Regions from separate parts of the Canis lupus genome. Here region 2 is linked to region 1. The links are chromatin contacts, called in public Hi-C maps. All regions are on one chromosome and are shown on one strand. Each heading gives the region's core, a stretch centred on a gene start, on an enhancer-like site or on the middle of the called end of the contact. The rest is flanking DNA. Distances are from core to core; before and after follow the strand shown.

Region 1 (6,274 bases), core at 1,723-4,222:
TTTTTTTTTTTTACTACATCAAAGACAACAGAAAAGTAGATTTTTCACAAGTAACAACAGGGCACCAAAGTCATGCTGGAATTTGTAAGGAAACAAGGTTGTTTGTCACAAGTGGCTAGAGCTAGAGCTAGAGCAAGGATGAGCAGTTGACAGCAGAGGGCTCAGCCGGGCCTCCATCTGCACCCTCTGCTTTGAGGCCACAGAAGCCTCACAGAGGCCTACTCTGGAGTCTAAACTGGCAACAGAGACCGCCTTGAAAACCAGGAATTGTCCAGATGCAATTCTTGGCCAAGAGGACCCATGAGGCTGGCTCCTTGCAGCAAGAAGAGGAGACCTATGGAAGACACCACATTGGCTATCAAAGCTTCTTTAGAGCACATGAGGTCCAGAGTAAGTGGGAGGTCCCATCAAGGCTTGGAGATGGAGTAGGGGAGGTGTTACGAAGTCCTCAACCTCGGCCAAATCGGTGGTAAGGACACAGCCTACACAGTCCTGAGTCATGGCCAAGATTTAGCATCTGTGATCAGGAAGAGACAGAGAGCATTGTTCTGTAATGAAGTCTCCACCTGGAAAAGATGGGCCTGGAACCTGTGTTCAGCCACCCTCAAGCTGCTTCCATGCTGGTGGCTGGCTTCCCTAGCCAGAAAAGCAATGAGCCTCTCTGGTCTCAGTCTGTCCTCTTACTCTCTGCTTCAGTGAGGCTGCAGTTAGGACGCTGAGAGAGAGTCCCAGGGCCCAAACCATGGGACAGGACACAGAGCTAGACTCCGACAAAGGCCACCAAGGCCCAGAAGTAAAGGAGCTACCCCTCCATGTGGTTAACAGTTTGGTCCCTATATGCCATTTCCACTGGCTCAGGATCAAGCAAATCATATGGCAACTAGTCAGAAAAGATATTTTCCAACTTCTCAAATGATCCCTAGGCCTTAGTTCCCACAAAGCAACAAATTCAAGAATGAAAAACAGGAAAAAAAAAAAGTGAAGGAATATAGGATTAAAAAAGAGTAGTCCTTCTCCACAAGCCAGCTTTTGTCTATGAGTGTAGATATTAGACAGGGCTAACTCTCCCCACACACCCTTTATGTCTGCCTGAAAAGGAGCAATGACACATGGTTCAAGGTCACAGGCATGTATCCTTACTCCCATTTTATTTTAAAAGAGTCAGAATACACTAAATTTTAGTACCAGAAAGAAGGGATTTCTTGCACCCAACCTTGAGCATCCAACTGCTTAAGCATGTTCAACACCAGGTGTAAGGCCATCCAGCAGCAACTAGCCCAACATTACTCAATAAAACGTTTGGCAAGATTTCAACCTGGCAATGTGGAGAAGAGATGTGCAGCTGGCTCTCAGTTAAGGGCTTAGGTCAGAACATGACACTGGAGGGAGGGGTTCATTTGTCTGCCTCACCTAATCCTGAAACTGCAATGGAACCAAAGAAAAGCCGAAGATAGGCCCTTTCCTTCCTATCCTCATTGTTAGTAATTCTGGCAGTTTTTCCAAAATTTGTAATCTATTGTTACGTTATGGTCCATTCTAGACCCTGTCACCAAGATATGTGCTCAGGGAAAGCAGTATTTATTTCTTCCATTCCATAAACTGGAGCTTTTCTAGCTGTAAACCTTACGTACCAAGACCCAGATACCGGCTGCTTCTCTAGTTCAGCCAGGATGCCTGACTGCACAGCTTTGGACTCAAACAGCTGACTCACTCTGAGCCTCTTATGGTTCCAGCACTGGCTCAGAGGCAGCTGAACTCTATTTGTCGAATGAGTGTTGACTGGTGGGGGTGGGGCATAATGGAGGTAGGAATAGAGCCTGCCTCCAACTCCACTCAGCTGGAAGGCTTAAACCACATGGAGCAGAAGATTCCTGGCCTAAAATCAGGGCCACTGGAGCATGAGGACAGTCTGTGCACATCATCTTAATGGCAGGCTCACAAAAACGGCAAAGAGAAAAACTTCCAGATGGCTTTTACTAACAGTCTAAACTCTACGCCATTATTTTCTCTCCTTACAAAAGTTTCAGAAACCACTGCATTGAAGCACATGGGTAACGTGGATGACCCTCACCCTAGACACCAGAGCCTCCGAGTCTCTGAATTACTGAGGTCCCTGACAACAGTCTGGCTCCCTTCCTGCTACAACCTTAGCCACCTACGGCTCCCCTAAGCCCTACCCTGCAAAGGACAGGGAGATGAAGGGAAATCACGTTTACAGTTTCTGTAGGGCCTTTAAATTTGGGGAAGCACATAGAAGACTGTTGTTCTATATCATTATTTGGTATATCAAGCCATCTAAAAGCACTGGATTGCACCTTTTCTTTACTCATACAAACAAGTTACAAAGGTTTTCAACAACAGATCATTCTTTAGGCTAAGGAAACACCACACAAGCACCAACTTCATTTTATGATTCAAAGCTCACCATGCCCACAAAAAGAACACTATTCCTCATCTCTGAGAAACAAGGGCAGGGCAGAAGGAGTCACACTGACCAATTTTAGTGTTTGCTAAAACTAACAATTCTAGTTTTCCTTTCACTTTCAAGTTTTGGTACAGAAGTGTGCATTCAGATACTAGTGCTGTCTTCTTCCGTCAGACCTTAGTCTGGCAACGAACATTGTTCTGCTGAGATCAATTTGGTTTCTAAACATAATGCTTCTTTAGAGGGAGGAGCTACTGAGATGCTGACCCCTAACTTATGTTAGTTAATAAAGTACCTTCTGTTGAAGGTACTTGACTAAGATTCTCTACATGAAATCCCAGGTCTCCCCATTTTCCTTTGGTTGTGTTTTTCACCAAATGCCATTCTACCACAGAACCAAAACAGCCTTTGTTTTGGGAGGAAGTTGAGAGAGACTGTCAGATCAAAACAGAACTCCCCAGGAGCCATGCCCTGCCACATTCTCAGAGTCGAAGACCAAGAGAGGACGAGGACTCTTTCAGAGATTTCCAGATATAACCCCCCACCCCCATCAAGCCTAATGTGTTCTGTAGAGGGTGCCTGGCTAAACAAAACAAAAACCCCAATGAAACAGACTTTCCAAAAAAACAACATCTGCTTCCAGCTTCCTATGTCAGTGCAGCGGCACAGCTGAGTCTCAGAGAACCTCAAGGCCTCTTGTGCCCCCATCCTGGCCGGCTACTGCTCGGCCTCTCCACATTCACAGAATCACTTCTTGTGCAAAACAAGCAGTCTACGTAGAAAGAATGCCCTCATAGTCTAATAAAAACTGTAGAAAAAAAAATGCTAGAGAGCCACCTCTCTTCCCACTCCCTCTTTATCTGCAGAGTGAGGGCATCTGTGCGTGGACAGGGTAGGCAAGCCTGACGTTGAGGGAGTCGTTGTGCTGCACGAGGGACGTCTGCTGGTAATGGAGCACCAGCTCCTTCAGGGAGCTGTACAGGTTGTAGGGCTCTGCAAAGCCATAGCCCCGAGCAGTGCTGTAGATCACACAGTGCTTCACTTCCCCATCGGCACTGCGAAGACACAACACAAACACCACAGGGAATTAAGGCAGGTAACAACAGATAAAGAGACCCCAAATGACCAGAAGTCTGAACAACTTTTCTGCAAAGGAGGAGAAGTGCCTTGCCTTCTGTCTGTAAAATGTTACATCCATGTGTGTCCCCTCACCCCCTTACAGACTTCTCACAGAGGTATCCTTCGCCTCCCACCAAGCCCCAGTGGGACTAAAATGGATGGCTGCATTTAATCACTCAGCTCGGAATCTTCATGAGGCAAGAATGCACTGGAAAGAGAACACTTTTTTTTTAAGTATACAAATCAGTGATTTTTAGAATATTCACAAGGTTGTGCAACAGTCATCGCTATCTAATTCCAGAATATTTTCATCACCCTAAAAAGAAACCATGTACTCATTAGCAGTCACTCGGTACTCCTCTCCCCCGGGCCCTGGCAACACTAATGACTCCATCTCTACGGATGTGCCTATTCCGGCATTTCACACAAATGGAAACCTCCGATATCATACAACCTTCTCTCTACCTGACTGGTCTCAACTTAGCACACTTTCAGAGTTCATCCACGCTGTAGATGTGTCCATGCTTCAGCTTGTAGCTGCACGGTGTTCTGTGTGGATATCCACATCTTGTTTACCCATTCATCAACTGATGGACACTTGGGCTGTTTCTACTTTTCAACTATTATGAATAATGCTGCTCTGAATATCTGTGTATAAGTTTTTGTATAGCCATATGTTTTTAATTCTCTTGGCTCTATAGAGAGCTAAGGATGGAACTGCTGAGTCATATGGAATCTTTTGAGGAACTGCCAAACTGTTTTCCAAAATAGTTGCACCATTTTATATTCTAGCCAGCAGCATATGAGGGTTCCAATTTCTTTACATCCTTGTCAACACTTGTTATTGTCCATCTTTTTTTATTATAATCATCCTAGTGGTATCTCATTGTGGTTTTGATTTGTACTTCCCTGAAGACTAAAGATATGGAGCATCTTTTCATATGTTTATTGACCATTTATAAGATCTTCTCTAAAGGAATGTCTATTTTCTTTGGGTAAATACCCAGTAGTGCAATTACTGAGTCATAAGACAATTCTTTCATTTTTTGAGGAACTTCCATACTGTCTTCCAGAGTGGCTGCACCAGTTTGCATTCCCACCACAGTGCATAAGGGCTTTTTTCTCCACATCCTCGCCAATACCTGTTGTTTCTTGTGTTGATTTTAGCCATTCTGACAAATGTGAGGTGACATCTCATTGTAATTTTGATTTATGTTTCCCTGATGGTAAGTAATGGAACATCTTTTTATGTATCCATTGGCCATCTGTAGGTCTGCTTTGGAAAAGTGTCTATTCAGGTCCCTTGCCCATTTTTAAGTGGGTTGTTTGGGTTTTTTTTTTGTGTATTGAGGTATAAAAGTACTTTATATATTTTGGATATTAACCCCTTATTGGATATATCATTTGCAAACATCTTCTCCCAACCAGTAGGTTACCTTTTTGTTCTGTTGATGATTTCCTTCGCTATTCAAAAAGATACATGCACCCCTATGTTTACTGCAGCATTATTTACAATTGCCAAGATATGGAAGCAACCAGAGTGTCCACTGAGATAGATGAATAAAGAAGACATGGGAGATACACACAGACAGGCACACACAGGAATATTACTCAGCCATAAAAAAAAGAATGAAATCTTACCACTTACAGCAACATGATGGACCAGAAGGTATGATGCTAAGTGAAATCAGTCAAAGACAAATACCATATGATTTTTCTCATATGTGGAATTTTCTTTTTTAAGATTTTATTTGCTTATTCATTAGAGATACAGAGGAAGAGGCAGAGACACAGGCAGGGGGAGAAGCAGACTCCCTGCAGTAAGCCTGATGCAGGACTCGATCCCAGGACCCTGGGATCACGACCTGAGCCAAAGGTAGATGTCAACCCTGAGCCACCCAGGCGCCCCACTCATATGTGGAATTTAAGAAACAAAACAAATGAACAAAGGGGGAAAAAAGACCTAAAAAACCTCTCAGACTCTTAAATATAGAGAACTGGTGGTTACTAGAGGGACAGTGGGTAGGGGGATGTGTGAAATAGATAAAGGGGATTAAAAGCACACTTATCTCGATAAACTTTGAGAAATGTATAGAATTGAATTATGTAGCACACTTGAAACTAATATAACACTATGTTAATTGTAGGTGAATTTTTAAAAAATGTCTATCCAAATCCTTGGCCATTTTTTAAAATGTCTGTCCAATTTTTAAGTTGAGGCATTTGTTCTTTTACTATTAAGGGTTATGATTTAGACACTAGTTGCTTAACAGACACATGATTTGCAAATATTTTCTCCCATTCTGTGGATTGTGTTTTCACTTTGATAGTGCTCTTTGATATAAAATATTTTTAATTATGGTGAAATCCAATTTATCTAGTTCTTCTTTTGTTGTTTGTGCTCTTGGTTTGTGAGAAACCACTGCCTAATCCAAAATCATAAGGACTTATGCCTATGTGTTCTCTTACCCTTAGGTCTATGATCCATTTTGAGTTAATCTTTATATATGGTGTGAGATAAGGGTCCAACTTTATTCTTTTCCATGTGGCTTTCCAGTTGTCCCAGCTTCATGTGTTAAAATGACTATATCCTCCCCACCAAATGGTCCTTGTTGAAACCAACTGACCATAAATGTAAGGGTTTATTTCTTGACTCTCAATTCCGTTCACTGATCTACATGTTTATCCTTGTTAACACCTCACAATTTGATTACTATACCTTTGTTTTTA
Region 2 (6,274 bases), core at 2,301-4,800, 78 kb before region 1:
TAAAATGTATGACGGGACCATTCTCTCCCATTCATTAGTTATCCAAGCAATAGTAACTATGCATCAGCCATTGTCCTGGGCCTTGAAAATACAGACATGTTTAGAATACAAATTCTGAAGCCCACTCTAGGGCTCTTAAATTTCTCTTCCATCTCTACTACCAGGTTTATTTATTCAGAACTTTGGGAAAGTGAACATCAGCTATAGTCACCAATGACAGGATTATCTGATCTCTAGATGGTGGGCACATTTACTTAAGTGTGGTGGGCAACTCTTTCTTCATCTTGAGACTTGGGATGGGGACATGTTGCGGCTGCCATGTTAAGGAAACGTCCCACCATGTCACACAATTCCAGGAGAGGCTATTGCACAAATCTACATTTGGCCAGTTTCTCCCTCTCCTCATGTTTGACTTTAAAACTGTTGATTGGTCTTTTAAATCCATGTGATGGTACCTTGGACGTTGACATTTGAGCTTTAGACCTATGTTTGTTTCTTTTCACTATAAGTTGTTATTGTTGCAGGACGATGTTGCTGAGACATTTAGCATTTGGCTCTTATAAACTGCTACAAGCTGAATCATACCCTTGTTTTTGAGGCATACATGCCTTCTGAATCATCTTTAGAGTGGAGCTCCACATTAAGAAAGTCCTACACATGATCTTAGCCAAAATGCCTAGAAGCAATTTCACGTTAAGAAAGCCTAGGGCAAGGAGATGTAAATTGCATTAGGTTTTCAAAATCTGTTAATACCTTATTGTGATTTAGGGCAAGCTACTTAGCCTCTCTGTGCCTCAAGTATTGCTTTAAACACATAAGCTTAAATTCAGTAGATTGTGAAGAAAATGCCAAGGGACCTAAATCTAAGGAAACAGTACCAGAACAGCGGAAACCAGTGTGAAACTTCTAAGAAAGTAGGCTAAGGTGGGAGGTGTACTAGTCTTAATATCCTTTAGGGGAAAGTGGATAAGGCCTTGAGCTATTTTGGGTAGGGAGATTCTAAGGTAATATAGAATTGAGACCCCATATATAATTAGGAACCTCAAAGGACTTTACGCCCAATGGACTAGGAAAACAGTTTACCCACTGGCATGGAGAGATGAAAAGTTCTTTAGTCTCATCTGGGTTTTAAATAGGGCCCTTAAAAAAAAAAAAGAAAAGAAAGTTTTCCTTGAGAATTTTTAACTGTAGGCTTTTATTAAGTGAATTTGGGTCCTGGAGTTTAAAATGTCTGTGTGGTCTAGGAACTGATTCTGAGGTGGTAATAACATTGATACATCTATCAGAAAGAAACTCAAAATTTCATTTAAATGACACACTCTCAAATCAGGTAGTAGTACAAGGTTCCCATAAATAAAGCCAAACTGAAGATGATTTCACAGTACAAAATTATAGATCATACAAAGAAACAATCTACCATAAATTAGATTCAATAGAAAAAAAATGAAACAATAAACCTAAGAACTTCAGAAAGTACCATTGCAGATAAAGTTTATGAAATAAGTATATTTAAAATGAGTAAAAATATAAACAGACACAAGAGAAAAAAGACATATTTAGTTAAAAAAAAAAAGACATTTTCCCCAGGCATATTTGGGAAATATGTGAATTAGAATCAAGAAATCAAATATATTGCATCATTAAATTTGAAAACTTAGCAGTCAGGTTATATAGTAAAGCTGTGGACAAAGTTAGTAAAACTTTATCTAGAGTGTAACACAAAGATGGAAAGATGTAAAATATGAATGAGAGCTAAGAAGTATGGAAGATACAGTAAGAATGTCTAACAGTATAGAGAAATGGGGAAAAGGCACTATTTATAGAGATAATGATTGAGACCTTCCAGAATTGATTAGAAATTAAATAACATCATGAAACACAGTAGGCATAAATAAATCTCCATTTAGATACATTGTAGTATCTAAATGTTGCAGAACCATAAAAACAGAGGTCTTAAAGGCAACTTGAAAACCCTCAAGAAGGGGGAATCCCTGGGTGGCTCAGCGGTTTAGCGCCTGCCTTTGGCCCAGGGCTCGATCCTGGAGTCCCGGAATCGAGTCCTGTGTCAGGCTCCCAGCATGGAGCCTATTTCTCCCTCTGCCTGTGTCTCTGCCTCTCTCTCTCTCTCTATGTCTATCATGAATAAATAAATAAAATCTTTAAAAAAAACCCCTCAAGAATCTACAAAAGCTAAAAGAATGCTAACACATGAGTTCAGTAAGAAAGTCCACCCAAAAAAAATTGAAAACAGATAAATGTACAAGTACACAAATGTTCATAGCAATATTATTTGAAGCAGCCAAAAAATAGAAACAACCCAAATGCCCATCAATTTGTGAATGGATAAATAAAATATGACATTCACACAATAGAATATTATTTAGCCATAAAAAGAAATGAAGTACTGATAAATACTACAGCGTGGGTGAATCTGGACATTATGCTAACTGAAAGAGGCCAGACAGAAAAGACCACATGACATGTTATTCCATTTTTTAAAAAAGATTTTATTTATTTATTCACAAGAGACAGAGAGAGAGAGAGAGAAAGAGAGAGAGGCAGAGACACAGGCAGAGGGAGAAGCAGGCTCCATGCAGGGAGCCCAACAGGGAACTCGATCCTGGGACTCCAGGATCACGCCCTGGGCCAAAGACAGGCTCTAAACCGCTGAGCCACCCAGGGATCCCCTATTCCATTTTTTTTAAAGAATTTATTTATTTATTCATGAGAGACACAAAGAGAGGCAGAGACATAGGCAGAGGGAGAAGCAGGCTCCTCACAGGGAACCCGATGCAGGACTTGGTCTCCAGAGTGGGATCACACCCTAAGTCAAAGGCAGATGCTCAACTACTGAGCCACCCAGGCATCCGTATTATTCCATTTCTGTGAAATATCCAGAATAGGTGAAACCATAGAAATAGAAAGTACATTGGTGGTTGCCTGGTAAGGGAGGTGGGGGAGGAAGAGGGAGATGGGGAGTGACTGTTTATGGGTTGCAGGAAATCTTTTGGGGGTAATGAAAATGTTCTGGAATTAGCAGTGGTAGTTGTATAACCTTGTGAGTATGCTAAAAAACCCTGAATTGTATACCTTATAAGGTTGAATTATATAGTATGTGAATTATATCTAAAAAACAAAGTTAATGGTTAAAAAAAAAAAAACTAGATAAAAAAGAAAAATTAACTACAAAGGAATAACAGTCCCAAAAGGAGGCAGCTGGTGGTGGTTCTTCTTCTTCTTCTTCTTCTTCTTCTTCTTCTTCTTCTTCTTTCTTCTTTCTTCTTTCTTCTTTCTTCTTTCTTCTTTCTTCTTCTTCTTCTTCTTTCTTCAAAAGATTTTATTTATTTATTCATGAGAGACACAGACAGAGAAGCAGAGACACAGGCAGAGGAAGAAGCAGGTTCCATGCAGCGAACCTGATGTGGGACTTGATCCCCGGTCTCCAGGATCATGCTCTGGGCTGAAGGTGGCGCTATACCACTGAGTCACCAGAGCTGCCCAAAAAGGAGGCTTCTTAATAGCAGTAACAGGAGCCATAAAACAATGGAATATCTTTAAGATATTGAGGAGAAAGTCACTCTCAACAAGAGGTTGTAGGATTCCATACATGTTTAATTATCCTTGAAAGTCATTGAATAAAATAAAGACATTTTCAGATAAACAGCAAAATTGAGAAGATTTATCACTGTCAGATTCTCACTGAAATCATTGCCAAGAAACAATGTGAGATCCAAGAGGAAATGCTTAGCAAAGAAACTGGAAAATATATGAATAAATTTAAGCAAGCATTTCTTGCATAAAATAATATAATTATTCATTTGGCAATATAAAACAAGCTAGACCTGAGATACTGGACCAAATAATATGTAAATTGAAAGGGGATGGGGAGAATTGGAGTTAAGATCTTTTAATTTTGTTCAGGAGTGTTGAGATGCTGGCTGACCTTAGACTTTGTTAAGACAGGAGTACTCGTTAAAACTTTAGTAATAATAATTTCTGTTTTTTTAAAAAGAAAGTAAAAAAATGTATAATTTCCAAATCAATGAAGCACATGTTTAAAAAATACATGGTTAATCCAAGAAGAGCTGCCATTAAAAAAAAAAAAAAAAGAAAAAATGGAGTAAGGGAGATTAGAGGAGAGCATGTCACAGTATCAATCATACAGGGAAGTGGGGAAGGTCACATTTTAGTAAAGTCTTGAAAGAGGTAAGAGATTTTTACCATTGTATTACTGAGGAAAGGACATTTCAGGTTGCAGGAATAATTAGCGTGCAGTGACTCTAGTAGCTAATGATCTCTATGTGAAATTAGCTTTTGGAAGGTTTTGGCCAGAGTAAATAATCTGATCTATACTTTTAAAAGATTACTATGACTAGTTGTACTGAGAACACACTGGGAATGTGAGACAAGAGTAAACCAGGGATAGTTAGGAAGCTGTTGAAGTAATCTAGACAAGAGATAAATCATGAGTTTATTTCCAAGTAGCACCTTTTATTGACTGAACGAACACACCTTTTCTCCCACTCTAGCTTCAGTCTTTTTTCCATCTATCTATCTATCTATCTATCTGACTCACTTATTTACTTTTTTTATAATTCCAATATAATTTACACTGTAATATTTATTGCAATTACAATTCTGTACATTACTCCATGCTCAATGCTGATAAAAGTTTACTCTTAATACTCTTCACTTATCCCCCCCACCCGCAACCACCAGTTTGTTCTCTATAGTTAAGATTCTGGAGTTTTTGCCTCTTTTTTTTAGTCTATTCAGTTGGTTTGTTTCTTAAATTCCACATACTAGTGAAACCATATGGCATTTGTCTTTCTCTGACTAATTTATTTCACTTAGCATTTTACCCTAGAGAGCCATCCATATGTTGCAAATGGCAAGATGTCATTCTTTTTTGATAGCTCAGTAATATTACATTGTGCATGCGCGCGTGCACACACACACACACCCACATATATATTATATATAATAGATTTTCTTTATCTAATCACTTATCAGTGTGACCCTTGGGTTCTTCCATAATTTGGCTCTTGTGAATAATGCTGCAGTAAACATAGGGGTACATATACCTTTTCAAATTAGTATTTTTATACTCTTTGTAACACGCAATAGTGGAATTACTGGATCATATGATAGTTCTATTTTTGATTTTTCGATAACCTTCATACTATTTTCCACAGTGGCTGTGCCAGTTTGCATTTGCACCAATAGTACACGAGTGTTTCTTTTTCTTCACATCCTTGCCAACACTTGTTACTTCTTGTGGTTTTGATTTTAGTCATTCTGATAGGTGTGAGGTAATATTGTAGTTTTGATTTGCATTTCCCTGATGAGGGATGATGTTGAACAACTATTCAACTATTCAGTGGCTGTTGGCTATCTGTATGTCTTTTTTGGAGAAATTCTTTATGTCTTCTCCCTATTTTTAAATAGGATTATTTGTAAGTTTTTGGTATTGAGTTTTATCAGTTCTTTACATATTTTGGATATTAGCTCTTTAGTGGATATATCGTTTGCAAATGACTTCTATTAAATAGATGGTCTTTTAGGTTTGTTAATGGTTTCCTTTGCTGTGCTAAAGCTTTTTATTTTGGTATAGTCCCAGTAGTTGTGTGTGTTTGTTTGGGCTTTTGTTTCCTTTGCCTCAGGAGACCTATCTAGAAAAATGTTGCTATAGCCAATGCCAGAGAGTTTTTTTTTTTTTTTAAAGATTTTATTTATTTATTCATGAGAGAGACACACACAGGGAGAGAGGCAGAGACACAGACAGAGGGAGAAGCAGGCTCCATGCAGGGAGCTTGGTAAGGGACTCGATCCTGGGTCTCTCCAGGATCAGGCCCCTGGGCTGAAGGCGGTGCTAAACCACTGAGCCACCAGGGCTGCCCTGTCAGAGAAATTAATGCCTGTCTTCTCTTCTAAGATTTTTGTGGTTTCAGGTCTCACATTTAGGTCTTCAGTCCATTTTTGAGTTTATTTTTGTGTATGGTTTAAGATAGTGGTCCAGCTTCATTTTTTTTTTTAATGTAGCTATCCAGTTTTCCCAACACCATTTGTTGAAAATTAATTGACCATATAATCATAGGTTTATTTCTGGGCTCTCTATTGTATTCCATGCATTTACGTCTCTCTATTTTTGTTCCAGTACCATACTGTTAAAATTACTACAGCTTTTTTTTTTTTTATTTTATTACTACAGCTTTGTATTATATCTTGAGATCTGCGGTTGTGATCCCTGCAATTTTCTTCTTCTCTTTCAAGA

What was found. A called contact is a pair of places that touch in the nucleus more often than the background predicts.
Region 2: a Hi-C map of blood shows a contact between it and region 1, with 2.5 times the contacts expected there. The contact joins two enhancer-like sites. A contact is called at or near these places in 2 of 9 Hi-C or Micro-C datasets (blood and liver).

Annotation. Positions count from the first base shown.
Region 1 is chr15:14,442,044-14,448,317 of UU_Cfam_GSD_1.0, reverse strand. It overlaps LOC100856339 (phosphatidylinositol 3-kinase regulatory subunit gamma), which reads right to left. Exons shown (of 13, transcript XM_038558194.1): 12 at 3,263-3,480; 13 at 1-517. The coding sequence ends at 3,282. Among named protein-coding and RNA genes, the nearest start is that of TSPAN1, 150 kb to the right of the region's middle. Within about 2 kb of position 2,972, at least 8 of the 20 cell types and tissues checked have an H3K27ac peak or open chromatin away from gene starts, as enhancers often do. A contact at or near this core is called in blood, where this site is marked.
Region 2 is chr15:14,520,422-14,526,695 of UU_Cfam_GSD_1.0, reverse strand. All of the region lies in intron 5 of MAST2 (microtubule-associated serine/threonine-protein kinase 2), which reads left to right. Among named protein-coding and RNA genes, the nearest start is that of MAST2, 140 kb to the left of the region's middle. Within about 2 kb of position 3,550, at least 1 of the 20 cell types and tissues checked has an H3K27ac peak or open chromatin away from gene starts, as enhancers often do. A contact at or near this core is called in blood, where this site is marked.